Regions from separate parts of the Sus scrofa genome. Here regions 2, 3 and 4 are each linked to region 1. The links are chromatin contacts, called in public HiChIP or PLAC-seq and promoter capture Hi-C maps. All regions are on one chromosome and are shown on one strand. Each heading gives the region's core, a stretch centred on a gene start, on an enhancer-like site or on the middle of the called end of the contact. The rest is flanking DNA. Distances are from core to core; before and after follow the strand shown.

The links. Promoter capture Hi-C pulls out the DNA fragments that hold promoters and counts their contacts. HiChIP or PLAC-seq counts read pairs in DNA pulled down with a chosen protein or histone mark.
Region 2: an H3K27ac HiChIP or PLAC-seq map of skeletal muscle shows a contact between it and region 1. The contact joins the enhancer-like site here to the promoter of FOXO3 in region 1. A contact is called at or near these places in 1 of 5 promoter capture datasets (liver), 7 of 47 Hi-C or Micro-C datasets (alveolar macrophages, heart right ventricle, mesenteric adipose tissue and 4 more) and 2 of 2 datasets of contacts at active chromatin or transcription factors (alveolar macrophages and skeletal muscle).
Region 3: a contact with region 1 is called in a promoter capture Hi-C map of liver, with 10 times the contacts expected there. The contact joins the enhancer-like site here to the promoter of FOXO3 in region 1. A contact is called at or near these places in 4 of 5 promoter capture datasets (fetal liver, liver and skeletal muscle), 17 of 47 Hi-C or Micro-C datasets (alveolar macrophages, embryonic fibroblasts, fetal heart ventricle and 9 more) and 2 of 2 datasets of contacts at active chromatin or transcription factors (alveolar macrophages and skeletal muscle).
Region 4: a contact with region 1 is called in an H3K27ac HiChIP or PLAC-seq map of skeletal muscle. The contact joins the enhancer-like site here to the promoter of FOXO3 in region 1. A contact is called at or near these places in 5 of 5 promoter capture datasets (fetal liver, fetal skeletal muscle, liver and 1 more), 5 of 47 Hi-C or Micro-C datasets (blood, embryonic fibroblasts, heart right ventricle and 2 more) and 2 of 2 datasets of contacts at active chromatin or transcription factors (alveolar macrophages and skeletal muscle).

The regions. Positions count from the first base shown.
Region 1 is chr1:74,628,278-74,630,977 of Sscrofa11.1, forward strand. FOXO3 (forkhead box O3) reads left to right here and starts at 1,418. Exons shown (of 2, transcript NM_001135959.1): 1 at 1,418-2,035. The coding sequence starts at 1,418.
Region 2 is chr1:74,782,905-74,785,604 of Sscrofa11.1, forward strand. The region is part of intron 1 of LOC106508915 (a long non-coding RNA gene); the gene reads left to right. Among named protein-coding and RNA genes, the nearest start is that of ARMC2, 140 kb to the right of the region's middle. Within about 2 kb of position 1,442, at least 17 of the 83 cell types and tissues checked have an H3K27ac peak or open chromatin away from gene starts, as enhancers often do. A contact at or near this core is called in omental adipose tissue and skeletal muscle, where this site is marked.
Region 3 is chr1:74,757,990-74,760,689 of Sscrofa11.1, forward strand. It overlaps a transcript of FOXO3 not described here. Among named protein-coding and RNA genes, the nearest start is that of FOXO3, 130 kb to the left of the region's middle. Within about 2 kb of position 1,327, at least 3 of the 83 cell types and tissues checked have an H3K27ac peak or open chromatin away from gene starts, as enhancers often do. A contact at or near this core is called in liver, where this site is marked.
Region 4 is chr1:74,855,713-74,858,412 of Sscrofa11.1, forward strand. No RefSeq gene overlaps it. Among named protein-coding and RNA genes, the nearest start is that of ARMC2, 67 kb to the right of the region's middle. Within about 2 kb of position 1,354, at least 2 of the 83 cell types and tissues checked have an H3K27ac peak or open chromatin away from gene starts, as enhancers often do. A contact at or near this core is called in skeletal muscle, where this site is marked.

The DNA of each region.
Region 1 (2,700 bases), core at 168-2,667:
GGAGGAGGAGGAATGTGGAAGGCGGCGGCGCGCTGGCTGACAGGCGGTTCCTCAGGCGGGCTGCAGCAGCGGCGGCCGGAGCGCCTCTCCTTGGCTGAGGTTGTGCGCCCCCTCCTCGCCGCGCCCCGGGCCCGCGCGGGATTGTGCGTCCTCCCCCCTCGTCACTGAAGGGAAGGAACCGAGGTAGGCGCCGGAGCTGTGCAGCGGGGCGGCCGCCTTCCCGGTGACTCCGGATCTGCTTCCGAGCTGGGCCAGGCGCTTCCCTTTTCCCTCCCCGTGACTCGGTGTGCGCGCCCTTCTTCTCTCCCGCTAGTGTTTTTAAAGGACTTGAGTGAAGGGGGGAAACTGTCAAGATGGCAGCAGTGGGAGCAAGGAGGTGATGAACGTGCTGGTCCGGGTTTTCTGTTGGCCTGGGAGACTTGTGCTTCCTGACCTGTTGGAAGATTTACGTTTCGACTACTCCCCTCCCCCCCGTTCTTATAGGGAAAGGGGTGGAGGGCACAACGCCCGCGAGAAAATAAACCACACCACCCCCAAAGTGGCCGTTGCTGCTCAGCTCGACCCTTGGCAAACACCCGCTGAGCTGCTTGTCTCCCTTCTTCCCGTCTTTCCCTGTTCCTGGAAGTGACAAGGGCCCGTTTGCGCTCGGACCCACATTCGCCCTCTCGGCCCGCGGGCGAAGAGAGGAGAAGGGGACTGCCCGCGCAGTCCTCGGGCTCGGGTCCTCCGCTGGGAGGGGATGGCAGGAGAGCGCGGAGGCGGCGGGGCCGGGACCAGGCCGGGGAGAAGAGCCGAAGACGCCACAGACTTTGGCGGCGGTGGCGCCGCGGGAAGCACTTGTGCGGGCCGGAGCGAAACATAAACAAACGCACGCACACCCGGGCTCAGGCTCCGACCGCGTCTGGGCTGCGCCAGCTCGGGCTGCTGCCCGCTTTAAAGGCGCGGCTCGCGCCCCTCCCCCGCCCCGCCCCTCCCCCTTCTTCCCCGCCCCGCCACCTAGCCCAGTGGAGACCTGCAGCTCCGCTGGCGGTGGCGGCGGGGGGAGGGGGTTGCCCCGTGCGAGCCTGTCGATTCGCTCCTGTCTCCCCCGCGGCCTGACCAGGGGGTGGCGTCTGCAGCGCCAGGTTCGCGGGACGCACGTCTCCAGGTCTGCCTGCTCCTGGGAGGCGGGCGCGGTGTGGTCGGGAAACGGCGGCGGCGGCGGCGGGCGAGGACTCGCCGGGGACTGAGCTCCAGCCCGGGATAATCAACTCTCCTTCTCTCTCCTCTCGTGCTTTCCCAGGCGGCGGCAGTAGCAGCGGCGGCGGCGCCCGGGAGCCCGAGCCTTCGCGGCGCCCCCGTCCCTCCCCCGCCGCACCCCGCCCCGGCGCAAGAGGAGAGTGTGAGAGCCGGAGCCGCGGGCGGGCAGGCGGCGAAGATGGCAGAGGCGCCGGCCTCCCCGGTCCCGCTCTCTCCGCTCGAAGTGGAGCTGGACCCGGAGTTCGAGCCCCAGAGCCGTCCGCGCTCCTGTACGTGGCCCCTGCAGAGGCCGGAGCTCCAGGGGAGCCCGGCCAAGCCCTCGGGGGAGGCGGCCGCTGACTCCATGATCCCCGAGGAGGAGGACGATGAAGACGACGAGGACGGCGGCGGTAGGGCCGGCTCGGCCATGGCGATCGGCGGCGGCGGGGGCGGCCCGCTGGGCTCTGGGCTGCTCCTGGAGGACTCGGCCAGGCTGCTGGCTCCCGGAGGGCAGGAACCCGGGTCCGGCCCAGCCTCCGCGGCGGGCGCGCTGAGCGGAGGGACGCAGACGCCGCTGCAGCCTCAGCAGCCACTGCCACCGCCGCAGCCGGGGGCGGCTGGGGGCTCCGGGCAGCCGAGGAAATGCTCCTCCCGGCGGAACGCCTGGGGGAACCTGTCCTACGCCGATCTGATCACTCGCGCCATCGAGAGTTCCCCGGACAAACGGCTCACTCTGTCCCAGATCTATGAGTGGATGGTGCGCTGCGTGCCCTACTTCAAGGATAAGGGCGACAGCAACAGTTCTGCCGGCTGGAAGGTGCGTACCCACCTCGGACGGGCGGACAGACCCGCCCGGTCTCCTGCGCAGTGCGAGACGCGCCTTCGATTCGTCCGAGCGCGCCTGCGGGCGCCCGGGAGAGGGGTTGGCAGGGAGAGCCTCAGCTGTAAGGCTTTGGGGGTTCTGTGTGACCTCCGGAGGAGGGGAGCCCGGGGACCGCTGCGGACGCGGCGGGAGCGGGAGAGGAGGCTCCTGGGGAAGCCTCAGGCTTGGCCAGATGGGCAGGAGTGCATTTGCCCGATTCCTGGGTTGTAGCGGAGGAGGTACGTCCGCGGCCAGCTTTGGAGCAGGTTTCCCCGTAGTGGGGGTGCGGCGAGGCCGCTGCGGGTGGAGTGAGGGGACTTGTTTGGGAATCAGTGCCCAGAGGAGGGGTTGGATTTGTGGTTTCCAGTCGGTCGCCTAAGCGTGGTGTGTTGAGACTAGCCAGATGAGAACCCCTGTGTCCAAGTTTCAGGCTTGTAGGTGTTAACTCCCACAGGCACATCGATCCCATTACAAAAAGCAGTGGTTGTAAACCTTTTCCTGGCCGGCTCTCTTTCCTTGCGTGTGTTAACACCTTTATTCCTAAGAGGTGTCTCAACCTTAAACCTTCCTCTGAGTAGCCTCTGAGATGATCTGGGCCCCGACCCGGCCAGCCCTTCCAC
Region 2 (2,700 bases), core at 192-2,691, 150 kb after region 1:
TGGCAGCTGTAGCTCCAATTCAACCCCTAGCCTGGGAACCTCCATATGCCTAGGGTACAGCTCTAAAAAAGCAAACAAACAAACAAACAAAAACAACAACAACAACAACAAAACAGTTTTAGTTAAATTCAAAGGTGTTAGATCAATAATTGGCTATTGAAGAGAAGCAGGATGGCTCTGGCCTTTAACGTTGACCTCCATGAGGACAGCCATGTCCCTGCACTGTGGGTGGACTGTGGGTCTGAGTCAGCGTAGCCATTGCTAGGTTATGAGGAGGAAGCAGCCCTGGTTCAGAAGCACAGGCTTCTCAGCTACCAGATGCAGGCTCTGAGCATCCAAGCATCAGCCTCACAACTACTCAGTTAATAATATCGCTAAAGACCATGTGGTTGTCTGTGGGAGCTGTCAAGGTCATAAAACCTAACATGATCTGGGAGCTGGTGACCTCATTGTCCCCAGCTTTTAGTTCCATATCTGCCCTCACCCACTGTGAGAGAGCAGGTGTTGGGCACGCCACTCCACCCATCTGAACTTTGTGCGTGGGGAAGCTACCACCACCCATACAGGGTTGTTTTGGGAGATGAATAAGAGGGGATATGAGGAGTTCCTGTCATGGCTCAGGGGTAACGAAACTGACTAGGATCCGTGAGGACTCGGGTTCGATCCCTGGCTTTGCTCAGTGGGTTAAGGATCTGGCATTGCCCTGAGCTGTGGCGTAGGTCGCAGATGCAGCTCAGATCCCATGTTGCTGTGGCTGTGGTGTAGGCCGGTGGCTACAGCTCCAATTGGACCCCTAGCCTGGGAACCTCCAAAGGCCTTGGGTGCGGCCCTAAAAAGACAAAGGAAAAAAAAAAAAGGTTTTTTTTAAGTACCTGACCCAGAGCAGGTTTTACCACTACACCAGCCCATCCCCTGCCCTTCCCTTCCTGAAGCCCCACTCCCACTGCGCACATACAGAAACAAGCTTAAGCTTTTCCTTGGGTCTCTGGGGCAGCTGGGGTGCTTGGCTTTGCCTGCTCTGGTTTGTCTGAGCCTTAGGTCAACACTTGTCTTTCCCAATTTCAGGCTGTTCTTTCTGCCCAGGCAGGCCAGTCCATGAACGCCCAACCTCCCTCTCCTTCATAGTTTGACTCCTACTCATCCTCAGGCCTCCATGGACAAGCCATTCCCTCAGAGGGATCTCTCCTGACCGATGAAATTAATTTAGTTCACTCGGCTCTTCCCTCTCATGACATTCTATTTTTCTGCCAAGATGCCCTCATAATTTGTCTTTCCATATCTATGAGTGGACTTATTTATCGAGCGATTGTCTCCCTAGTAAACCATAAACTCTGTAAGGGCAGGGCCAGTGTTTCTTTTTCTCCCCCAGCCCTGTGGTTGTTTGCAGGGCAGGCGTTCCATCAACGTGCACGGAAAGAAAGACACAAGGAATGGACCAATGAGTGTGGCTGCTCGCAACAGAGCTTTTGACTCTTGGAAACCTGCCTGGCTTGAAAATAACTCCAAGCCCAAGCAAAACTTAGGAAGTGTAATTTGAAGCAGCAAATTGTGTCTTGAACCTGTCAGTGCCAGTTCTCTGTTTTGATTTGTTTTTTTACTTCTCGGATTCAGAGTGACCTCGCCAGTCTCGACTCTACGGGGACACGTATTTCCCCCCCCCGTATTTCCCTTCTGCCCCGTAATGAGAGGCTGCCTGGGGGCTTGCTGGGCTGTGGTTTAAGAAGTCCACAGGTGGCTTCCCCTTGCTGCGGCCGGAGGGACCGTTCTGGAAGGCAGGACTGCACCCGCCTTCCCCTGCACGCTTGGCCGGAAGGTCAGATGGGGCACACGTGGTCTTCCGGTCCTGTTGGAACAGACTGACTGGTTTCTTGTGTTTTGGGCCAAATTCATTCTTACAGGAAGTAAAGCAACCCCCAAAGCATTTCTATAGTAAAGCTGGTAACAGTGCCCACCCGCTCGGCCCCCCATACTCCCCCTGGTCCGTTTTTGCCGCTTCTTGTGCACCCCAGGCCTGGATGGGTTTTCTCTTCCCAAGCCAGCTCTGTGGTTGTTTGGCAGATGGGCCCTGGGGGCTCTGGAGCTGTGGTGGCTGCAGGAAGAGAGAGCTCAGACTTACAGTCAGGCCCAGCCCCCTCTGTGAGCTCAGGCCTGTGCCCCTCCCTCACACAAGCACCTGTCAAATCCCCATCTGGGGCCTGCTTTGGAGAAGCCAGCCTCCCCTCCTACCCCCCCCCCCCCCCCCCGCACTTTCTTTCAGGGGCAGGGCTGGGAAGCCAAACACGGGGAAGGCAGGAGGGAACAAAAAACCCAAAGGAATCTGAGAGGAGCTGTACAGACCCTGTTCCCCTGCACCCCACCTTCAGGTTCAGCCCCTCTCATCACGGAGTTTTCGTGGCGGAGATTGGTTGCAATTTTTAGGGAAAATGTACAAGAGGTGAGTTAGTTGGACAATTGACAGCCCTCGCCTGCTCCAGCGAGACTGGAGGCAACTGATATGTCTGCAACCCTCCTCCGCCCCGCACCCTTGCCGGCTGGCACCTCTACTGGTTGCTCCCTTGACAGGGTGACCCAGGCCTTCATCTGTGAGGAGTCTGAACCCTGGTTACCAGGGCCGTGCCGGCTATGATTGCCGGGTCATAGTTGACACTGGGTGTGGGGGCAAACTGAAGCAGCCCTGAGTTCAGTACCTACTCCTGCCTG
Region 3 (2,700 bases), core at 77-2,576, 130 kb after region 1:
CATCTACACATGGAGTGTCATGGACAGCTGAGGTCAGGGCAGAGTCAAATGCCAGCATCAGTCCTAGGAAGGGTCAGGCGAGAATGGAACAGTTAGCCTGTCCATGATCACAACAGCCCCACGCTCACCCTTTGCCACCCTCCGCTGGCAAACACAGTCAGATTGAGCAAAGGTGCCACCTAAGCCCTTTGCCTCTTGCATTAAGACTCTGCTTTCAGGAAGGGGCAACTGAGAGCCAGCATGTGGAGTTCTGAGTGTCCTGGGTCCCTCCCAGGAAGTTTTCCTATCTGGAGCATCTCAGTGGAATACTTAGTAGCCTCCAGGGGTCTGGCAGCCGGAATGTTTGCATCCTGATAGGAACTGCCTGGGGCTGCCCTCAGCCTGTAAATAAGCTGCTCCCAGGGTCCTTCCACTTTGGGATGGGAAATTTAGAAAGAAGAATAACTATGTTGAAAACATGACCTGAACTCTGGGGCTCTGTTCTCTTCAGGGCTCCAGAACCAGATACCTTTTACCAAAGTTAGAAAAGAGCTTTATCATGAGCCTGCACTCTGCTGGCGTGAGGATAACCGCCAGCAGCAGAGTATCCCATGAACTGTGAATGACTCTGAGGTTGATTTCCTTTATTGCATCTCCTGCAATGTATAATGATTGCCGAAACGTATCTTTTAAAATTTCAGAAGTTTGTCTGTCTTTGCTGTTAACGGAAGGAGTGTGCACACACGTGTAGTACAGGTGGACTGGTGTGTGTGTGTGTGTGTGTGTGTGTGTGTGGTTGAGTTTTGGCACTATGTGTGTCACTCCTCCACCCTGAGAAGACATGGTGGCTCAGGGCTCAGGACCGGTGTGCCCCCATCTCAGGATGACATTTCTGGTGGCTTCTGAACTTGTTAAAGATGATAGAATCTGATGAACCCCACTTAAAGAATAAGGAACATTCGAATCTCTTGGAAAGACCGTCAGGAGGAAAGCAGTCAGCCAGCCAGGCCCGTCCTGCCTGCTGATGCCAAGGGCTGGTAAGGGGTAATCAAAAAGTTACCCTTTCTCTCGGAAAGCAGAGAGAAAATCCCGACAGCTCTGAACTCTGATTTCCTTTTTCTTGGTGCATCTGGGGAGTATTGTATGATTAGGCATAACCCTTACACACATAGAAATTAAGAAAAGCAAGATTTTTTTGTTAAAATGCAATCACTGGCAAGAAAGGTACAATAAAGCCAGCCTCTCCTGGAGACCAGGGTTGGCAGGGCACTGCGAGGGGAGAGTGACGTCCTTGCGAAACCATGTCCACAAAACAAGAGCTTCACGCAGATGCCCAAGTAATTGCAAAGAGTACAGCCGGCCCGCCGTGTACTGGGCTCTGTAGCCATGGAGTCAACCAGCCGCAGACTCAGAGGGCCTGCTGTACTGTGCCATTTTACGTAAGGGACTTGGACCTCCACAGATTTGGGTTATCTGGGGGGGTCCTGCAACCAATCCCCCATGGATACCGAAGGATGACTGTGTATTATATTTGCTCTAGATCTCTAGTGGGTAATCTTTTATGCAGTTTGAATGAATGAAGTATTTTCCTCATAGTTTTATTTTTATGTATTTTTCTTTGATGAATGATTGGTTCCAAGGCTTCTGCCACACTCCAAAAATATTTGTGCGGCTGCTTTAAAACAAAAAAAAAACAAAACAAAAAAACCACAACTGTGTGTCTGGTCACTTCTTTCTCTAAAATTTTATCTCATTGCCTGGCAATCAGTCTTCTCTCAATATACTTGTCCTAGCACATTATGTACATGGGAAATGTAAACAGATGTGAAGGAGGACCAGAAAAAAATGAGTTCATATTAAAAAACAGTGTATTGTACATTTTGGCTTCACATGTTTTAACTTTTTTAAGAAAAAAAAGTTGCATGAATGGGAAAAAAAAAATCTGTATACAGTATCTGTAAAACTGTCTTCTCTGTTTCACTTTCTTGCTCATACCCCCCAACAGCAAGAAGTCCATCTGGTGCATGACTGTCTTCAAACACCTAAGAGTCATGCCACTGATCCTTTGGTTTGAAGCACCTCATCCTTTCTTTTGAAGCGAACACTATCACATTGCATTCATCCTGAGGATTTTCTCTAACCATATGTTGCCATAAAATAACAACTACCACTTCTCCTCTCAAGAATCAAAACCAGTTTGATTTGGGAATCTTCTCCTTTCCAAACGAAATAGAGATGCAGTACTTAACCTTCCTTGGTGTTTGTAGATATTGCCTTGTGTATTCCATCTAAAACCGTAATCTAGTTTGTAAAAGAGATGGTGACGCATGTAAATAAAGCATCAATGACACTCTCTCTTACTCCGAAAGTTTTTTTGTTCTCCCTCTCCCTTCCTTTAGACATGAAATAGCCGAGTTCATCTCAAGGTCTTCCAGTGGCTGGGAGATGCACGGAACAGAGAGCCTCTATCCTGAGATCTCTAAACTAAATGCATCCAGCAACCTTTTTCTCTGACCCACTTTTGACCTCCACAGGCCACCAGACAGTTTAATAAAGCAGATTGATGGTGTCGTTCACTATGGCTGGTAACTACTTTGGGCCGCACCAAGTCACGTCGCCCTGAAGGAGCTTTGCCATCGGGAGACGGGATTTACACTCTGCCTTCACTGGGTGTCAGAGGCTTGGACCTGTCAAAGTTCAACCCTAAGGAGGTCCTGCCCA
Region 4 (2,700 bases), core at 104-2,603, 230 kb after region 1:
CTAAGCTACAGTTTATGCCTTAAAGAACTTATAGTCTAGTGAGGAGACAAGCTAGGAAATGAGTGATTATCATATGGCATGATGAGGGGAATGATGAAGCTCCCACAAAAGCACAGATCTGGGGTGTCTACCCACTCTGGGATGTGATAGACTATGATAGATCATACCGCTCACGGCTGAGCTCCTTGCTGGCTATCCTCTACTGTGGAGGCTAAGGAATTCTAAATATTCCCTTTCTCCACTTTCCTGGCAGTTGAATGGCCATGTGACATAGCCATGCCCAATGGGAGATAAACAAGTCTACCGTGGAGTTTTTTGGTGTTTTTTTTTTTTTTTTTTTTTTTTTTTTAAGGGCTGCACCCATGGCATATGCGGTTCCCAGGCTAGGGGTTGAATTGGAGCTCTAGCCACTGGCCTATGCTACAGCCACAGCAATGCCAGATCTGAGATGCATCTGTGACCTATGCCACAGTTCACAGCAATGCCAGACCCTTAACCCACTGAGCGAGGCCAGGGATCGAACCTGCATCCTCATGGATACTAGTCAGATTCCTTTCCCCTGAGCCACGATGGGAACTCCTACTGTGGAGATTTTGGTATCGTTTTTGCTTCCCCCTCTTTTATTCCCTCCTTTAATATAGATGCAATGTCAGGAGCCATCTTGACACCATGAGGCCACACATCTGGAGTAGGAGACTAATGTGTAGGGATGACAGCATGAAAGATAGGTGGATCCTGGGTCTCTGATGTCATCATCGAGATGCTAAACCAACATCAGCAACCACTTACCTTCTCACCTCTTGTGGAAGATAAACAGTCCCCAACTTGCTTATATTGCTGTCAGCCAGGATTCAGTTATTTACAGGTGATGGACACACTGATTGCGTGGCAGGTGAGGACAGGGAGTCAGGGAAGGCCTCCCCGAGAGCTATTGTCTAAGCTGAGCTATGTAAGTATGAACAGGTGTAACCAGTGGCAGAGAGAAGGTTCTCCAAGCAGGAGAGAAGAGTGAGAAAAGGTGAAAGTGGAGATGACACTTGTAGAGAATCACAAAAATTTAGTTCGCCCGAGGCATGGAGTGGGGGATTGGAAAAAGCTGAGGCTTGAGCCATAGGGAAAGGCCAGCCTGTGAAGATGATTATAAGTCCTCCTGAAGAAGTTGAACTCCAGCCAAAACCTCAGTGGGGAGCCACCAAACACTTATTAATTAAAGAGAGTGATATGATAAGATTTATATTTTAGAAAGATGAACTTTGGAGTATGGGAAGTGGCTCAGAAAGAGAAAGCAGAGAGGCAGAGAGCAGTTAGAAATCTATTTCTGGGATACAGTTGAGAGATGACAGCCCTTTCTAGGTGCCTGGTGTCACTTTACATGCTATAAATATATGACCTATATGTTGGCAAAAGGAATGGGAACAGTGGTATCACTTTGAGAGTTCTTAAGGAGATAAAATATGGAGTATTCAATGACTAAAGAGTGAAGGCGAAAGAAAAGCATAGCTGTTTCATGTTTGTGGCTTGGTTATGAGTGGATGGGGATACCCTTCAATGGGTCAAGGGACATGGTACGAAAGCATGTTTTGGTAGAAGGATAAAATCATTAGGATTGGAACACCTTGATTTTGAACTGCTAATGAGACTTCCTATTGGAGATACAAGTCTAGGGTGAGGAGAGAAACGAAAGCAGAGAAAGATGTGGGAGTTACCAGACAGAGAAGACACGCAAGTTGCACACCTTCTCCCATTCACTTGGCACCACTGTTTGTTGGACCCTCAATCACGTTTTCTGCTCCAAATGGGGGGTCACCACCAGATGACTGAATTTTCTTGCACTCGAGCAATTATGCCAGACCCTTCTCTTTGGCTGCCACCACACCGTTGTGTCAATGGCAACATAGTGTAGATTCTGGCTCCTCCCATCACTTCCAGACCTGGATGAAATGGCTCTCAGCTCATGGGTCCTGGCTCTCCAAATGAAGTCCTGAGTGGGGGAAACAAAGCAATAATAAAGAATGGGGAATCAGTGTGGGTAGAGCAAAGGTAGCAGTCATGGCATCAGGGAGAGAGAAAACATTGCATCCTTTGAGAGTAAATTTTAGCAAAAAATACACAATCCTTATGTTAAGCAAGAAAGAAACCATGGGAGGTTTGAGGAAATGGCTAATAACATAAGAGAAGCCAGGGAAGCTCAGAAGCCAGTCTAGCACGTGGAAAATTAAACAGGAGACAAGTTATTAGTCTCCTTATGATTCTGGGCTTTATCTTGTGTAATTTCATTCAAAAACTTTAGTCCTTGTGATTTGTAGATATTTTGGGAAATGGAATAACCTTATATTTGCTATTAGTCAATAACTGATATATTTTACTCCAACCCCATTTTTGCTGTTACTGCTTACAAAGTACCACAACTATCACTGCAGTTTAGTTCCCATACTGATAGCTAGCATTAACAAACAACCATATAGACATTTGAGTATGGATGTGATTGTATGTGATGTTGTGTGTGTATGTGAGAGAGAAAAGAAATGAGAATGAGAGACAGAGATATAGAGAAAGACCCCAGCGATAAGCAGTGAGGATGTAGTGGGTTTAAAACATGTCTGAGGAGTTCCCATTGTGGCACAGCGGAAATGAGTCCTACTGGGAGCCATGAGGCTGCAGGTTCGATCCCTGGCCTCGCTCAGTGGGTTAAGGATCTGG